3 separate regions of the Sus scrofa genome follow, and regions 2 and 3 are each linked to region 1. Evidence: chromatin contacts called from public HiChIP or PLAC-seq and promoter capture Hi-C data. All regions are on one chromosome and are shown on one strand. The core of a region is the stretch at or near the end of the contact, and the rest is flanking DNA. Distances in the headings are between cores, read along the strand shown. Region 1 holds the start of KCMF1 (E3 ubiquitin-protein ligase KCMF1). Region 2 holds the start of DNAH6 (dynein heavy chain 6, axonemal). Region 3 holds the start of SUCLG1 (succinate-CoA ligase alpha subunit).

What was found. Promoter capture Hi-C pulls out the DNA fragments that hold promoters and counts their contacts. HiChIP or PLAC-seq counts read pairs in DNA pulled down with a chosen protein or histone mark.
Region 2: a contact with region 1 is called in a promoter capture Hi-C map of liver, with 9 times the contacts expected there. The contact joins the promoter of DNAH6 here to the promoter of KCMF1 in region 1. A contact is called at or near these places in 2 of 5 promoter capture datasets (fetal liver and liver) and 1 of 47 Hi-C or Micro-C datasets (embryonic fibroblasts).
Region 3: a contact with region 1 is called in an H3K27ac HiChIP or PLAC-seq map of alveolar macrophages. The contact joins the promoter of SUCLG1 here to the promoter of KCMF1 in region 1. A contact is called at or near these places in 2 of 2 datasets of contacts at active chromatin or transcription factors (alveolar macrophages and skeletal muscle).

Annotation. Positions count from the first base shown.
Region 1 is chr3:59,707,048-59,709,747 of Sscrofa11.1, reverse strand. KCMF1 (E3 ubiquitin-protein ligase KCMF1) reads left to right here and starts at 1,311. Exons shown (of 7, transcript XM_021087303.1): 1 at 1,311-1,454. The coding sequence starts at 1,439.
Region 2 is chr3:60,112,970-60,115,669 of Sscrofa11.1, reverse strand. It overlaps DNAH6 (dynein heavy chain 6, axonemal), which reads left to right and starts at 1,396. Exons shown (of 77, transcript XM_021087305.1): 1 at 1,396-1,551.
Region 3 is chr3:60,141,022-60,143,884 of Sscrofa11.1, reverse strand. It overlaps SUCLG1 (succinate-CoA ligase alpha subunit), which reads right to left and starts at 1,444. Exons shown (of 9, transcript NM_214409.2): 1 at 1,352-1,444. The coding sequence starts at 1,409.

The DNA of each region.
Region 1 (2,700 bases), core at 62-2,561:
ATCCACGGCAAATCTGTCGTGACTCCAAAATGAATCTTTCCACCAAACCACACTACCAACTGCCACGTGGTAAGGGGCAGTATAAGTATTTGATAAATAATGCCTGAAACAAAGTTGACAAGGAAGAGGGTAATAATGTAAAAGAAAAGTGTAAAAGAGGTAAAAACGGTTAAGTAGTTTACAGACAGGAAAAAAGCTATCACACACATTAAACACACACACACACACACCCCCAACAGTTTTCAGAACAGTGCACTGAGGGTGAGCCAAGCTGCTGGAACAAACTTTGCGTGGGTCCTGCCCGACAGCCGGGCTGGCGGGAGAGAAGTCTTCGAAAGAGAGGGTACCCGAGGAGCTGGCCTTGAGGCACAGCAGCCAAGCCCGGCCTCCTCGAGGCTGGCCTCCCGCGCCCATACCCTCTCGACCGCGAGTCGCCAGGCCGAGCAAGACCGGACAACGCCCGGAGGCCAGCCGCTTTTTCCTTCAAGACTCCTGCCTTAAAAAGAAACACACACACATGGCCCCAACCGGACCGCAGTCTCTCCTCGGCGTCGGGGACTGCAGGGCCCTGCCCGCTGTCGACACGGCAGCCAAGCGCCCGAAGGCGGGAGCCCCTCGGGGTCGCAGCTCGCCGCCGAGAAGCATTCGCCGCCGTGGTCAGCCCGGCCCAACAGCGGGGCGGCCACGGCCCGGGCCCGGTTAAGCCCCAGGCTGGGCTGGGGGCGGTCCGGCGGCCCTCGGACCACGCGGGCCGGCCGTACCGGCAAGCCACGGACGCAGGCAGCCGGGCATTTCCTCTTCCTCCCTACGCGCTGCGCGGCGGCGCGGCGGCTGCCAGGCGGAGGCCCGGCTCGGGCGCCCGACCGCGGCCTGCCGGCGAGCGCGGGCAAACGCTGCACCCCGAGCCGCCGCCGCCGCCGCCGCGCCGCCTCCACGCCCTCCGACCGCGGGACTCCGGGCGGCTGGGCCCGGCGCGGGCAGCGAGAGGCGGGGCCGGCGTGCGGGCGGCGGAAGGAGGCGGAGGAGGAGGAAGAGGAGGAGGAGGAGGCGGCGGCCGGGAGCCGGGGGAGAGGGGCGGGGGGTGGGCCGGGGGAGGGGAGGAGCGGGATTTGCGGAGCGCGGCGCCGCAGCCGGGAGCCTGCGGGCCCGAGAGTGACCGAGTCACGGCGGGCGCCGGCGGAGCCGCGGCGTCGGACCCGCCTCCTGGAGGAGCTCAGCCCCGGCCAGGCCCGGCCCCATTCCCGCCCCGCGCCGCCTCCCCGCCGCCGCCGCCGCCGCCGCCGCCGCCGCGGGAGCGCTCCCCTGCCCACCCCGCCCCCGCGGCCGAGCCTGGGAGTCGAGTGGGAGTCGGCCGGCCGGCGCGGTCAGCGCCGGGACCCCGCGGGGGACACTGCAGCCGGAGCCCGGGAGGGGCCGCGCCGCCACCGTCTGAACTAGGATGTCCCGACATGAAGGTGAGAGGAGCCCCCGCCCCCACCCCACCGCCCGGGCCTCGGCCTACCCCGCCCGGGCCGGGCGCCGCAGAGGGCGGCCGGGAAGCGGCGGAGACTTCGGCCGAGCCCGAGCCGGGCCCGAGGGGCGCCGGGCCCGTGTGCGAGCGAGCGAGCGAGGGCGGAGAACCGCGGCGCCGCCGCCGCCGCCACGGCCGCTGCCGCCGCCACGGCCGCGGCCCTGAGCTGGGCCTGGTGCCGGAGGCGGGGCGGCCGGGCTGGCCGGAGGGTTTGCACTGTCATGGGGCGGGGGAGGGGGAGGGGAGGCGGCGGGGCCCGTTACCGGCGGGAGCCCGGCCCTCGGGACTGATACCGGACGCCGCGGCCCGCCCGGCTGGCCCCGGAGCCTCGGGGCCCCGGCGCGGCCTAGTGCTCCCTCCGTCCCGGAAGGGCTCGGCGCGGCCGCCGAGCGGGGCCGCGGACGGCGGCAGGAGACAGAGGAGCCGGCCCGGGACCCGGCGGGCGCGTCCCGTCGCCGGGAGACAACGGCGAGTGCCCCTGCCTGCTGGCGACCGCGGGCCGGGCGGGAAGGTTCTGTGGCCGGGGAACGGGAAGCCCCCGCTGCCTGGAGCCCGCCCCGGCCTCGCGGGTAGGCCTCGGTGCGTCCCTGGGCTCGGGTAACCAAGTTCCCGGGGCGGATCCGGCCCGGCCGGGCGAGCAAACTCCCTACTCGGTCACCAGGTCGGAGGGAGACGCGCTCACGGCCCGCTAAGGGCCTCTCGCCCGGCGTGCGCGATCTACCTAAGCCAGGTTTTGGTACATGACCACGGTGAGGTGTATTGGTGGTCAGGGGTCGTTTTGGACTTTGTTTTGCGATTTAAAAACATGATGGGGGTACAGTCGCAAATAAGCGGACGGCTCTAGCCTGGTCCTAGGACACAAAGAGAAAAAATGTTTAGGGCCAGTGTATAGGCGTTGAGCTGGGAAAAAATAAGTTAACTTCAATTTGCTGCCATATGGTTTAAGGGGGGGGGTGTTTTCTTTGTTTCACTACCACAGGTCTTTAAATAAAAAGTACTAGGAGACTTGGAGAAAAGTTTATCCTGGTAAGGTTAATGCAAGATCGTAGAAGTTGCTTGAAGATATTGTGTACTCTTGATGTTAAAATCCTGTATAGGTGATGTAGGAGTGGAGAAAGTTTAGTGAGTCAGATTCGTGTGTGCATCACACCGTTGGAAGGGAATTCTTAGGGAAATACAGCCCTTAGAAT
Region 2 (2,700 bases), core at 147-2,646, 410 kb before region 1:
GCCAGCCTACGCCAGAGCCACAGCAACTCGGGATCTGAGCCGTCTGCAACCTACACCATAGCTCACGGCAACGCCGGTTCGTTAACCCACTGAGCAAGGGCAGGGATCGAACACGCAACCTCATGGTTCCTAATTGGATTCGTTAACCACTGCGCCACGACGGGAACTCCCGGAATTGTTTTTAAGTTGAAGTTACTCCCTTGCTGTTTCCAGTTACTGATTAAGGATTAGGAGATCTGTATTCCAGTTTTATCTCTGCCAGGACTAGGTGCCTGACCTGGAGTAAATCACTTACTCTCTCTCTTCCTGGGTTTCAGTTCTGATGTTAATCAGTGGGGTAGTAGTTGGAGTGAATAATCTGTTACCTCTTTTCCAGCTCTATTATTATATTTCTCTACCTTGTGGGTGGTGTCATGCCTAGCATGTAAACACGTACCCGAATATCTTAAGGTTGAGAAAATGCAGGTTGTGAGTATGCTATGTAAAACACTTCATTATAGGACTTTGCATTCAAGGCAAAAAACAAATATCAAGGTTTTTTGTTTGTTCTTGTTTGTTTGTTTAAAAAGAGGGACCAAAAGGGGGAAAAATAATGACTTTCAGCGGTGTGATGTCATTTTGGAGGGGAGATCGAAAACCAAGACTCTGCCAGCTGGTGCAACATTTCCCCACATTAGGTAAACGGGCTGCTTCCCCTGATCACTAACTGGGACAAGACATCTTCCTTCAGTAAACAACCTGCACCGGACTTCAGCGGGGTCGCTTCCATACAATACCAGCTGCAGTTGTTTGGGAACTTAATTAAGTCGGTCTAAATGCCAAAACAAGATCCAGGGTCTGCTTTAGCATATAAAGCTCAGGGACCAAGTAATAAGAACTCGGGTTATACCTGACACCAGGTTACATGCCCGATGGAAAAGAACATTAGTAGAAAGGGCACAGTAAAATTTGAGGGAAAGAGGAACCCGCATTCCTTGCGCCTTAGGACACTCCCAGGAGGAGGTCGATAGGTGGGGCAGAGATGCTAGCTGGTCACGCCCTCGGAGAGTGGGACCCGAACTGTCTACCTAGGCACTCGATTTTTCTAACCAGAATAGGTTAGATTAAAGCGAATGTCAAGGTAGTATCAAGCCTCTTGAGGGGCAACAGAAAAGGAAGGCGCGAGCAGCTGATAAGCGAAGGAACCAACAGAACTAACCTCTTCCTTCGGTTGCCCCGCCTTTCGGCCTTGCAGGTGCTCACCTCCCAACTTGGAGAAGGAGCCGGGCAGGTCGAGTGAGGGCTCTTCACCAATCAGCGACGTAGGAAAATTTCCGGAGACAATCATTGGCTCGACTGTCCGGTACTGTCCTGGACCCAGAGCTACAGTTGGCTGAGGCGTTGCTGTGGCGATAGATCGCGCACAGGCGCAGTGCGCATCCGCGGAGGCCTCTTGGCTGCCAGGCAACGGGAAACAAGCCTTGCATAGAGATAACTTTGTACTTCCAGATCCTGCTTTGATGTGTCTTGGGAGTCCCTCAACGGCAGCGACAGCCGCTTTAGTCTGACTTGGTGAGTCCAGAGGAAACGAGATGTGGGGCTGAACTCCAGTTTCGCGGCGTGAAACAGCATGGCTTTTTGGAGTACAAAAGGAAAGGCTGGGAGAGTCAGGGAATCAGTCCAAAGGCATTTTAGTATTTACGTGCCACCTACCTAGTATCTTAGAGGGCTGGGAAGTGACCAATAGAGATATCAAGATACTTGTGCGAGGTCTCACACTAAGTGGTCAGCTCTTGGACCTACGCTATTCAGTATGGTAGCCACTAGCCACAGGGAGCTAGTCTGAATTGAGATATGCCCTAAAGGTGAAACACGGGATTTTGAAGACGTGGAAACAAAAAGTAAACTATCACATGAATGAGTTTTACGTTGCTTACATGTTGAAATGATAGTATTTTGGATATGTTAAAGAAAGCACATTATTAAAATTAGTTTCACCTGTTCCTTTTTTTGTTTTTGATTTTGAACGTGGTTACTTGAAAATTTTATGTCTTTTGTCTTTTTTTGTCTTTTTGTTGTTGTTGTTGTTGCTATTTCTTGGGCCGCTCCCGCGGCATATGGAGTTTTCCAGGCTAGGGGTTGAATCGGAGCTGTAGCCACCGGCCTACGCCAGAGCCACAGCAACGCAGGATCCGAGCCGCGTCTGCAACCTACACCACAGCTCACGGTAACGCCGGATCGTTAACACACTGAGCAAGGGCAGGGACCGAACCCGCAACCTCATGGTTCCTAGTTGGATTCGTTAACCACTGTGCCACGACGGGAACTCCGGTTACTTGAAAATTTTAAATTGCGCAGGAGATTTGCATTATATTTTCATTGGCCAGCTCAGATCTAGATTTAAGCCTGAGCCTCTGACTCTTGGTTGAAGACCTCATGTGTTGAAATACTGTTTTGAAGGAAAGTATTTCCACCCATCTGGTGAGGCTGCAGAGTAAGTGGTAGTGAGGGTATAAAACCACTACAAAAGGCTCATGGTTCTGTGTTCTAGAATCTGCCTTTTCACAAACTCCTCAAGTGGTTCTCTGCACGTAAACACTCCAGAAGCACTGCTTGCTTTATAATTTAGCCCTCAAATCTTTTTTCTTTCTTTCTTCTTTTTTTTGGGGGGGGGGCACACCTGCGGCATACGGAAGTTCCCAGGCCAGGGGTTGAATTGGA
Region 3 (2,863 bases), core at 195-2,694, 430 kb before region 1:
TCTCTAGACTCTCCTAAGACAGCAGACCTCTGAGGCAAAGATTCAGAAACTCAAACAAGCAAGATGCCAGAAGATAAAGACGTGGGTATAACCAATCCCTTTTCTCTTTCTGCCTACAACACCCTCAATTATTTTTTTAAGCTACATAATAAAAATCTCCAGAAAACTTTCTTCCTACTTACCAAAGTTTAGCCTCAAGTGATCTGGTAGCTAAGCATAGCTATAGAGTGTACAGTCATAGCCGTACACTTTTAGAATGCAGTATTCTCAGTAAATTGTCTCATCCAATATTCAGCACAGCAATAAGATGACAAGCAAAGTAGAAGAAAGAGAAAGAGAAGAAAACTTTGGTTAAGTGCCTGTTACACCCCAAGTGCTTTATATAAAGTGTTTCATTTTTTCTGCATAGTGAACCCAGATCATCCTGTACTTCATTTCTAGGATGCACATTTTCTTTCACTTTTTAACATTCTTTAAATCAGGATGCAACGGACAACCAATGGTGTGTCACAATTTTAATCAGCAACCATTTTCCACCATTAGTGGCGGACAAATCAACAGTGCATCTTACAAGTGATGGTATCTCTGGGTCACTAAAATATGGTGTTATTTTCCTGGGATTTGAAAGAGAAATGGAGAAACAGATTTAGAAACATGCCTCTGAGTTACTACATAGACCGTATAGACTAGCCAGACTTCAAACTTGATGTGGCTGATTCCAAAGTCTTTTCCTACACAACCTACCTAACAACCACTGAGACTTTGAACAAGAATTTTCAATAGTCAGCATTACCAGCAAGCGTGGGTATTAAGTTTTCAGGAACTGAAGGATTCACACCGCGTGGTGGAGATATAACTTGGTTAAGGTCCCAGCCTAAGCTTCTAGTTTTATGTGCTGTGCGGACTCCCGGTGCAGAACCCACCCTAAAATCTACTGAAAAGGACAATTACAGATGTAGGACCCGCCGCACAAAGCTCAGCTTCACCCTCCAATTTCCTACTGATCTCCTACTCCTACCTCTCAACCCACTCACCCTTCCAGCTGAGCTCATCCTAGACCACCTCTCCAAAAGAACAATTCTAGATGCAGCCCTCATCCCACCACTCAGCACCGCGGGATCATGGGCGTGCTCCCCGGTCTGCAGGGCTCCCAGACCCGAATCCTGGCTCAGTAACTCTATGTCCCCACCCGAAACATCCAGCAAAGCTCCCTCCATTGCAAAGGGTCGCGGATTTGGGCCCCCGCCGAGGTCCCGCCCCGGAGGGCCCAGCCCCGGCCTAGACCGGGGCGCGGGTCCAACGAGGCCGGGAAGCCGCGGAGGCTCGGAAAGAGCGCCCCAACCGGACTCACAGAGGAAGGAGCGCGAGAGGAGGCGGGCGGCGGCAAGGCCGCTGCTGCCAGAGGCCATGGTGGCGGCGGCCGGGGCGGCGACGAGGCCTGCGGTCATCCGCCAATGACACTCCTAGGCCCCCTGGAATCGGCAGGGGCCGAGGCGCGAGAAGGAAGAGGGTGGCCAGAGCATTTGCCGGTATAAATTTCTCTCTGCAGAGGCCTCTTTACATACACTCCGCCTCCGAAGGTGGAGAAGAAACAGCCATCCTAATGCAGACGTGTACAATAACTCGGCTTTTCTCTGGAAACGTGGATTTGATTCTATATTAATTGTAACGGCAGCTCAGGGGAAACCCCACTGAAGCTGGACGGCGCAAGATGTTGTGGGAAATGTAGTTCGATGGCTACAGCTTGTTAGTGGTTTAGGGGGACCTTACGGAAGGGAAGGGGAAAGGAGAGAGTCAAGGGGGAGGGCTGTCAAAAGGAGTGAGGAAACAGTGAGGCTGAAATAGGAGTTTTAACTAAGAAACCCCCCCCCCCCCATCTTGGCTAGAAAGACAGCTGCAAGCCTTTCCAGCTAGGCTCTGCCTCATACCACCTTTCTTGTAATAATGTAGCAACTGTGTGCCCTATGTCCAAGTCCGCAGCCCTGCTAATCCTGTAGCTAGCATTGCTTATCAGTTCTGCTTCTGTAACCTTGCTTGCTCAGTTTCTTAGGGAGGAACACTGCTTGTGGAAGGGGGGAGGGCCGGGATGCTTACATGGGAAATTCAAGACCTTATAATGTATAAAATTTGCTGAGAACAAAGACCTGGTGCTCAGACTCTGGAGGTGACTCATCTGAGCCCACACTGGTGCTGAATAAACCTTGCTTTTCCGTATCTCTGAGTGCCGTTTGTCTCCTTCCACTGCCACGGTTTTTGCAGTTTCTGCAACAAGGGAGGTGAAAATTGCTGTGCAGGAGTTCCCGTCTTGGCGCAGTGGTTAACGAATCCGACTAGGAACCATGAGGTGGCGGTTCCGTCCCTGCCCTTGCTCAGTGGGTTAACGATCCGTTGTTGCCATGAGCTGTGGTGTAGATTGCAGACCCGGCTCGGATCCCGATTGCTGTGGCTCTGGCGTAGGCTGGCAGCTACAGCTCCGATTAGACCCCTATCCTGGGAACCTCCATATGCCGCAGGAGTGGCTCACATAAAGGCAAAAAGACAAAAAAAAAAAAAAAAATGCTGTGCAGAACCTTCCATGTCTCTTCTAAAGCCCAGGTGCAGACCTCTCATCATTTCCCCATCTACCATATGGAGAGGGGGAAACTCCTTACCGCCTTCCTTTGTGAAGACCAGAAAAATTACAGAAGTGAATCTGAACTCTGTAGTGAAGATAAGGATATGACAGCAAAGACCAAAAGCTACCTTACTGGCACTTAACTTCTTGAAATGTGGAAATTTCATTTACACAGGCTAATAATAAATGTTCACATATTGAGATATAGAAATCTGGCTTATACTTGAGATAACTTGAATTTGATGCTAA